Linked DNA regions of Gasterosteus aculeatus: region 2 is linked to region 1. A link is a contact called in public Hi-C data. All regions are on one chromosome and are shown on one strand. The core of a region is the stretch at or near the end of the contact, and the rest is flanking DNA. Distances in the headings are between cores, read along the strand shown. Region 1 overlaps pard3ab (par-3 family cell polarity regulator alpha, b). Region 2 holds the start of LOC120816084 (integrin beta-1).

Region 1 (4,905 bases), core at 2,347-4,846:
CATTCGCTCGACTACAAAGGTCAGTCGAGTTATTCCTCCACACAAACATCAGGTTTCACAAGCCGGTTCCTTTGTTGTGTGTAAAACGAATGGAAAAATGGTTACAAAACCGCTGGTATTTTAATGTAAAGACCACAGCTGGAACGCAACACATGAGTCATTAAAAGCCCTCCCACGCACTGACAAACACACTTCACACTGACCCCCCTGCCCCTCCACACACACACACACACACCCCCGTGAAACCAGCAGGATGTCCACTCGGGTCAACCGCTGCTCGGAGGAGGACCACAAGTCAACAATCTGCCCGTTTAGCTCCAGAGAGCACAAGGCCAAGACAAGACAACACACACACACACACACACACACACACACACACACACACACACACACACACACACACACACACACACACACACACACACACACACACACACACACACACACACACACACTTGTTGATCAGCTATAATGGATGGAACACTGAGCCCTCAATCACCTCCGGAGGCCCCTCAACCTGCGGCAGATGGATTTGCGGTTGCGTGTTATCACACAGACCCCCCCCCCCCCCATGTGTGTGTGTGCGCGTCCATCCGGCTTTTCTGTTCATCCGTCAGCGCGTTTGCATATAAACTCACTGCGACGGGGCTCGTTATCACCATTAACGGCCCCGCGGGCTGGACAACATTCACCGCAGTGAAGGGAAGAACCAACGTGTGGAACCGACACGAAAACAACATTCTGATGTAAAATCACAGGAAATCAAAGTTTTCCAGCTGAGCTGCAAAGAAGAGACAGTCCTTAAGCAGCTCTTTACGCCTTCAAGTACAATCTGGGACGGCAAACCATCTCTCGCAGCGCCGGCTGAGGAAGGAAGCGACGGAAAACAAAGAGCTCATCACAACATCCTGTTTATTCCCCTCAAACACTCACTTCCTGCCTGCATCTTTCCCGCCGCAGCATTTCAAACGCATCCCTGACTGGTTACGTTGACAGCACGGGGGGGTGGTGATGGCCATGTGGGGGGGGGGGGGGGGGGGGGTATCTAAGATCTTGGAGCTTTAGGCACAAACTTCCTGCTCTGTTGGTTCACAGCTGAACCCACACTGCCCCCTGCTGGTAAAAGGAGGGCGAGACGCAGCTTTTTGAGGATGAGCATGTGTGGCTTTATAAAAAAAATCACCAATAGATCACATTTAGTTTCTAATCAGCTGGACTCTGAACATGAAATTAAAAGGAAAAGCGTTTGGTTCTTTCCACATTGCTGTGCTGCAAGTCTTTGATTTCAAACAGTGATAAAAAGACCAAGTGGAGCTGCAGCAGGAAATTGTTTTTGTCCATCAGGTGTCGGGACGGACCTGCCGGGCGCCGTGCTACAGCCGGTTTCCACGGCAACCGGTTTAGTTGGAGCTGTGGCTCTGTGTGGGGAAACATTTATCACTTATAATTGATCTGTAATATGTCAATTATATATAATTGACCTTTTTAGAAAGTATTATCCCATAAGGTGGTAGCTTTCCTTTGTTTTTTTAGGACCCTTACAAGCGACATCGCACACTGGTTCCTTTAGCACAGTCAAGTGTGTAAACCTGATCAGGACCTAAAAGGAACACCGCGTACTTGTAAATATTTCAAGGAAATATCCAAAATGACAAATTCATTTCTGCAGAAAGCAACAGTTACAGATCCATCATGTCAGCGGTCAAATGAATGGCCTTTATTGACCAGCTCCACATTCACATGTTATGATGTTATTGCTTGTTTACAGTCTGTCGAGTTCAGAGACGATGCAGACAGAACACATACTTTGGAACAATAAAACACACACACAGAGAGAGAAATGGACACGCACCCCACTTCCTGGTCCCACAGACCACAACTGGGCGGGCTGAGTCACTGTGGTGGGAACCAAACTGGGAGAGAGGGGGTGTCAAAGAGAGAGCGAGGTTCTTGATGTGTTTTCCTGGGTGTTAACAAATCATTGATGAGCCACGTACGGCCTCCAAACACCAAACACCAACAGCCTACTGCCGAGGACGCAAGAACCTGCCGATTACCCTGTAAAAATATGAAATACACCAAGTAAAGGTTCCATTTCTCCCAATTAACTCAGGGCCCGGCCCAGTACGACGCTTAGATCCAGCAGGAAGGAGTCTGCATTGGGACAGAGCCCAGGCAAGAGGTCACAGGTCACTAAAGGAGAGGCTGCTGCACTGCTGCCGCGCGGCCACTAGGGGGCAGAAGAGGCCTTCTCCTCCTCTTCACAGTCACGCAGGCTTTTAGTTTCATACGTGGGGGAGTCATGAGAGGGAGTTCATGAGAAGTCGACAAGTCGACGGGTCACTGATGGGATTCAGACGTGAATCACACTTTGCAACGTGGGTTCAGGGCCCCGATCAGCCAATCAGGACGCGTCGTAGTGGAGAACAGACAGGAGTGAAGAGAATAGATGGATGGGGGGTGGGGAAGGGGGGGGTTGTAATCTCATTATCTTTCTCTCTCACACACACACACACACACACACACACACAATCATCTGTTGTGAGCCGCTATAATCCTCAACCTCCTGTTGATTCCTCAAACATGGTCTTTGTCTCCTCCTGACACTTTTCCCACCACAATTAAGATAAAAGGCCTTGAAGCCCCCCCCCCTCACCTCCTCACCCCCCGCCTCAGCAACATCTGTGCTTTTCCCTTCCCCGTCTCAACCTCTCCGCAGTGAACGGAACATGTTTTTGGGGTGTCAGTCAATCAAGACATTTGGATCTCTTCCTGGTTGCCATTTCCTCACTCGTTTGCGTCGCTCATTCACACAAAGTTCGCTTTGTGGGTTTTCACCCACTTCAGCATCGGTGAACACATGGAACAAGCCGGTCGGCTTACTGAAAGCTATCAGCACTAAAAAGGTTCGGGACGTCCTGAGAGCGGCGCTCCACAGATTCAGCTTTTTTTTCTCCGATCGGTCCTTATTTAGTCGCCTCGCTGGTGAAGGAGCTCCCACTGCTGGAGCAAATCCAAGCTAAAATCAGTGGTGCTGCTATCCTGTGAATGTCCCAGCTGTTTATACAGCTTCTCATATGTATTTATATTTCTTATATATAGTAAATGGACTGTACTTGTATCGCACTCAAAGCACTTTAACGCTTCACGTCATCGTTCACCCGCTCACACCCCGATGACAGGAGCGACCGCACACCTGTTAGGGAGCGAACGTTCACACCTCGTGGTCACCGCTACGGGAGCAGTGTCTGTCCGAGGGTCCATCGGCACATACATGTATGTATGCATACATACATGTTCGTACGAAGGTTAATGTAAGGTCCACGTACGGTGTTGTGGGTTCTCTGGTCCCTGAGCCCTGACTGTAGGGAGGAGGGAGACCACAGAAGAAGACGACGGCCCTGCAGACGGTTATCTCACCGCTAACGGGTGCGTTCATGGTCGCCGTGGGCCGGACGGAGGGGGGCGCTCAATTGTGCAACAGCATCCAATGTGGAAGTGCATTAACTGCATGTTAAAACACACACACACACACACGCGTGTGTAATCATGACTCGTTTGTGTGGGTGAAACCTGAAGCGTGTGTGAGTAATGATTACAAAAAGCACCTTTATCTAGAAATCTAATAACCACAGCGTGGCTTTGGAGCCTGGGTGCAGAGGGGCAGTCGTCATAGCAACCGCCACTGTTCAAAAACACCTCCAACCGCTGATGACTAACGCGGCCGTGCACGTGCTTTTTGGTCGCTGCTGATGATCTTTTAACGGAATCAATAAACGGGCAGAGGACAGAGAGTCGGACACAACCACAGCGTCCACGTGTTACCGTGGTTACCAAATTGATTGGATAAATACACGGCAATCGGTTACTAGAAATCGATAAATTCTAAGTTGGATCCCAACCGTAGACACACAAATATATATATATATATATATATACATATATATATAATTTAGCTGCAGCCTGTGAGAGGGGCGGTTGGTCTCAGAGTTTCTGTGTCACCCGGACGAATCTCCTATAAAGTTGTCATCTTGTTCTCGTTAGGAGGCTGGAGAGAGGGGGGAAGGGGGATGGGAGGGCGGGAGAAACGCGAGCCTGGAATAAATGAGGTCATCGCGAACGCTTGCTCGCCCTGCGAGGGGGACGATGAGAGACAATCACCCTGGCGGAGGTTCACAGGAAGTAAACCGGAACGAACCAGGAAGTCCGGGTGAAGCGCGGGGTCAGCAGCGAGTCCACGCGTGTCTGCCCTCTCGTCCACCCCGGGCCATGTTGCTGTTGGAGAAGAAGTCCCTAGAAGGCCCCCGGAGAGCCGTGGCCTTCGGGCTCACGTGGCTCCTCCAGCTCAACGCCAGCTGTGCTCACGGGGAGCAGGAGGAGCCGTCCAGCAGGTAAAAGAGTCTTAAAGAGTCATTAATCACAGGATCGCTCCTCCCTCCCGCCGACGCAAAAAGACTCCTTCTCCTCCACCCTCCCTCCCCCGAAAAAATCAATATCAACCACAGACGAAACAAGGCGGGCCAAATGAGAGACGCGACATTCGATCCGAGCAAACACTTTGTCTAGGATGAACCACCCTGTGCATGCTGGGAGATTTATGGTGAGTAAACTGCAGAGTTAACAATTATCATCCTTTGATTCACTCTTTAAATACATTATTATTATTTATGATGTACGCAGAGCAGCTTAGAGAAAGCAGCAGTGTCACACACACACGTCACTAGTAACCCGCCTGAGTTGTTTTAAGAAACTCCTCTGGGTTTATGTAACCTCACGGGCCCTCCTGACAGCCTGCGCGTGTGTGTGTGTGTGTGTGTGTGTGTGTGTGTGTCTGTGTTCAGTTTCAGTTCAGTCCAGGACGTCTTTGTGGTTGAGCGCAAACGCACACAAACAGAAGAACCAGAA
Region 2 (4,361 bases), core at 358-2,857, 210 kb before region 1:
TCCACAATTACCAGGCCTGGTGTGTATTATCACGGGCCACGAGCACGAACGCCCCTCGCCATCAAACGCACGTTGCCGTGTCATTAGGATTTCTTCTGTAAGCAAAGACGGGCCGGCGTTTCATTCAGGCCTCGGTGGACACAGATGACTAGTTCAACACATTAAGCCTCTTCCTGAGTAACAAGTGAGCAAAGAAAAAAAACACTCCCTCGGGATACAATTCCTTTACAGGAAGTGAACGAGGCAGGCGAGACCGGTCTTGTCAGGCCGACATTCTGCACGGTCGACGGTCCTGAATCAGAGCTGTGAGCGAGACCCAACAAGATGCCCCAAGTTCCTGGTTTACCAATCAAGACCAATTCTGGTCATCTGTGGTTTGTTTTTAGATCTCCTTTTGCAGGTCGGTCTTCAATGTGTGCGGCCTTTGTCGTAGGAAAAAAAAAAGGAGTGGGGGGGGGTTGTGTTTTTCTCTTGTTCTTTGTGAATACTGTGCCCTAAAAAAGGCATCATGAGCAGAGAACAACCGTGTAGGCCAAATGTACTTTAGCAGCATTCAGTTGTGAAATACAGTCTCCACTTCAGGGACGATTGAAGTTCTCAGCAATAAAACAACCCCCCCTCATAAATGGAGAAACTTAAAGAGCTTGATGTTCGATTGTGAAACATTGACCCCAAAAACTGCGTGTGAATGTGTCCTTTTAGGGGGGGGAAACAGCACAAAGTGTCACAAAGACAAACTTTTTGGCGAAGAAAACCCAAGAGAACAGAAGCTCGTTTTTAGTCAGTTTGAAACGCGGTGAGAACCGTCACGTCCTCTGTGGCGGTTCTGACTTTGGGTTAAACAGCTACCGTGAGTATCCCACTGGTTTCGGGTGGTTCGGAACGTTACTTTGGTTCGCGGCCTACTCTCTGTTCAGAACCCACATTCGGGTGTGTTAAGGGACGGGCTGGGGGGGGGGGGTTCCGCCTGGAAGAAGAAGAAAACGCTTAAAGCCACGTTGTAGAAATGCCGCTCTGAAGAGGGGAAACCACGCGCATTCTATGGAGCGTTTCGACCGCTAGCTAGGAAGCTAACACACGTACCGTCTCCCACACCCAAAGTTCGCCCCGAAGACCGAAGAAAACATTCCTCGCTTCTCCGCTTTCCTCGCTTGCAGTCGCCCAACGTGGAAGATAAAAAGAATAGGAGTTGGATATAAAGAACACTCACCGTGTGTTGATGCTAAACCGCGATGTCCGTTGATTTATAGTAACATCGGGCCGAAAAACGGTTTTCTTTTAAAGAAAAGGAAGAAAAAAAAACAGCTGCCGAGACGAGGACCGAACGTTAGCTGGAAACTGTTATAAGGGTCCGCTTTGTTTTATCCGGCAGCGCGTGCCGCTCCGCCGACTGCTGCGCGTCACGTTTCCACTCAGCGCGCGGTAACGGCTGACGGTGCTTTACCGACCACCACCGTATATTAACGACTGGAGGACGTTAACAGTCAACTGGCTCGCCCGAACACGTTACCGCCCGGTGCGGCTGCTGCGGGGTCGATTATTTTTTTTCCTCCTCCTTTTTTTTTTTTTTTTTTTTGCGCCCCGGGCCAACGAGCGTCTTCTTGCCAGTTTAGACCCCGCCTACACAGGAATAGCAGCGGCACGCAGCGGGTGAAGGAACAAGCGCACCTGGCCGCGGTGAACCCTTCCTCACCTCCGATGCGGTGAACGGGTTCCAAGTAACACGCCCGCGCACACTCAAGAACAAGTTTATTAATATAATGAAAAGTATGTATCAGCAGTCCTACTTAAAGTGTTAAAATCAGGCTGCACGCCGAGTAGTTAAGTGTTATATTATTATTTATTATTATCTGTATTGATATTACTGCGGTGTGTTGCATTTTATTGCTGTTGGTGTCAAAACCTTTGCTTATGTCAACTGCTTTATATACGGTTAGATAATGTAATCAACACCAGGGCTTTAAGTCATATTCTATTGGATCATCAAATGTTTGACTTTGAGTCACAATTTTGCAGTTACCAAGTTAAAGATAAATCACGCCCATCAAAAAGGTACTTTTAGTGCAGCAGGTGAGTACAGATGCTTACCGCGTTTAGCTTTTGTTTTTTATTACACCAAATGTGCCTCACAAAACCCACCAAAGAGCCGTAAAATGTATTTTCTGTTTTTTGGCCAAGTTGCTATTGTCACTCACCTGTGTGACAAAGTTCAGTCCCGGAGGACTGGAGCAGACAGGTTCGCCTCAAACCTCCACTCCCACTAACCCACAAGTGAGTCTGTCAGTAAAGCTTCATTCTGTGCAGCCAAACCTTTCTGAAGAAGCAGCAAAGAGAGTAAAAATGATGAGTTGGATGATGAATGAATTAAAATGATTAGTTAGTAATTCGGTGGCATCTTGCATCCCGGTGTTTGAATATTTCACTTAAGTAGAAGTTCCTTCATTCATGCAATGCAGGCTTGCAGTGTGATACGTACAACTGAACATACCAACTTGAAGCAAGCGGAAATTTAACACAAGATGTGGATAAGCAAGGAAAACGCTGTGATTAAATGTCACCTGCAAGCATTTTGGTGGAAAACCAGAAGGAAAAGCCAAATGGGAAAAATGAATAATGAGATCAGTGAGCCGATGACCAGCGCCCCCATTTTAGCCTCTGTGATCACAGTGAAATGTGTGATGAATACGAAACAGCTGACGCTGCCAGCTGGACTGATGACACACCAAGTCTCCGTCTCCATTTCCTCCAGAATCATACCCGCCACATACTTGTGATAATAAGCTCAGGGAGAGTTTATGCACGCTGCTCTACTTCCAGAACGAGTCCCAAACGCTTTAGTGAGGCCGAGGCTCACGCTCCTGCTTTGCCTTTTCCCTTTTCCCCCCTTAAGAGTTTCTGAAGAGGGAAGAAAGTTTGCCGCCTGCTTGTTATGAATTGTCACGCACAAGACGGGTAACAACCATTTAAAGAGCTTATTATTTATTATAACATATGACCAATTGTTGTGACGAAAATAAACGTGTGTTGGCGCTTCGGCACCAATTAGAGCACCACATACCTCACCTGCACCGAAGTTCTCATGAGATCAGAGCGTTGCTGATCTGCTCTGTAGACCCACAATGCATTGGGAAAAGGTAGAGGAGCTAAAAGAAAAAAAGGTGAAATGTAGTGAAAAAGAGTTAAAGAAAAAAAAAAAAGGTTTTAAAAGACGTGCAATTAGGGAACCGTTGTCAGAACGAAGGTCACCGTTCTGGAGGAAGTTAACGGGACGACCAGGAGAAACATTTGGAAGCAGGACGCACACTTTGATCTTCGTCTTGAGTCTCTTGGTGGACATCTTATGGCTCGACATCTAATGTCTTTGTATTTTTTTGGGTCTACCTGAAGTGCTTCCTTGTGGTTATTTGGAGTCTTCTGGGTTAAAACCAGGGGAGTTTAGTAATCCGTCCATTAAGTGCAAATCAGTTTCGTTGAATTGAACAGCTTAATGTATTTATTTAACAAACACGCCCGTTAATCAGGGAAATCCAAAGAACAGCGGGACTATTTCCTCACGAGGCAAATCAAACCACCTCCATTCCCAGAAACCAGCAGAGGTCGTGAAACGGGGCCTCTGAGCGCGAGGACAGAAACAGCACAGCGGCTTTTACTTAAAACATTTATTTGATCCAATTCTTTGGAATGTAATAGTCAATGATCAGAGTCCGAGACAACAGAGACGGATGAGTCTGGGTGCTGACCAGAAGTCGGAGTACAAACAATACTTTTAGTCACTTAAGGCCTCACTGCTTTTTCCTATTTCTTTTTTTTTTTTTTTACTTCCATATTTCCTTTCTTTTCGTTTTTTTTTCTGGATCTGAGACAGCAAAGAAATTACAGAAGCAGTTAGAAAAAAAACAATTCTTCTCGTCATACAAAGAAAACAAAGAATAAAACGATAACACGTACATCAGTGACGGTACAAAACAAGGTGATATTATACCAAGTGAATAAAATTGTTACGTTTCAAAGAGACGCATATAAGCTTTTTCGAGATTGAAAAACATCTCCGTAAATTGTACTTCTACAGAGTTATAACAGTTAAAAAGAATCAACGATAACACCGTCCCCTCCCTTTCTGTCTTTCCCTCTTTTCATAAATCAACATCATAAACAACAAGATTCATTTTTTTCTTTTTAAATATATCAGTGCATCATTTGTTTTCACGCGTAGTGCCGCAGCATCCTTTCTGGTTTTCGGGAGGGGAAGAAGCGTCATCGACACACATCCTGCCGCACTGAAACGACCACGCGGTGCCCCGGGTGCTGTAAACATATTGAAACCCATTTGAACCGGCTCACGGTCACGGCGCCTTCGTCTG

Evidence for each region. A called contact is a pair of places that touch in the nucleus more often than the background predicts.
Region 2: a contact with region 1 is called in a Hi-C map of whole body, with 6 times the contacts expected there. The contact joins the promoter of LOC120816084 here to the enhancer-like site in region 1. A contact is called at or near these places in 5 of 6 Hi-C or Micro-C datasets (liver, skeletal muscle, tail fin and 1 more).

The regions. Positions count from the first base shown.
Region 1 is chr3:15,989,257-15,994,161 of fGasAcu3.hap1.1, reverse strand. All of the region lies in intron 2 of pard3ab (par-3 family cell polarity regulator alpha, b), which reads right to left. Among protein-coding and RNA genes, the nearest start is that of LOC144405546, 4.6 kb to the right of the region's middle. Within about 2 kb of position 3,596, at least 1 of the 9 cell types and tissues checked has open chromatin away from gene starts, as enhancers often do.
Region 2 is chr3:16,193,159-16,197,519 of fGasAcu3.hap1.1, reverse strand. It overlaps LOC120816084 (integrin beta-1), which reads right to left and starts at 1,607. Exons shown (of 16, transcript XM_040171403.2): 1 at 1,211-1,607. LOC120816082 (neuropilin-1a) reads right to left here. Exons shown (of 18, transcript XM_040171398.2): 18 at 3,645-4,361.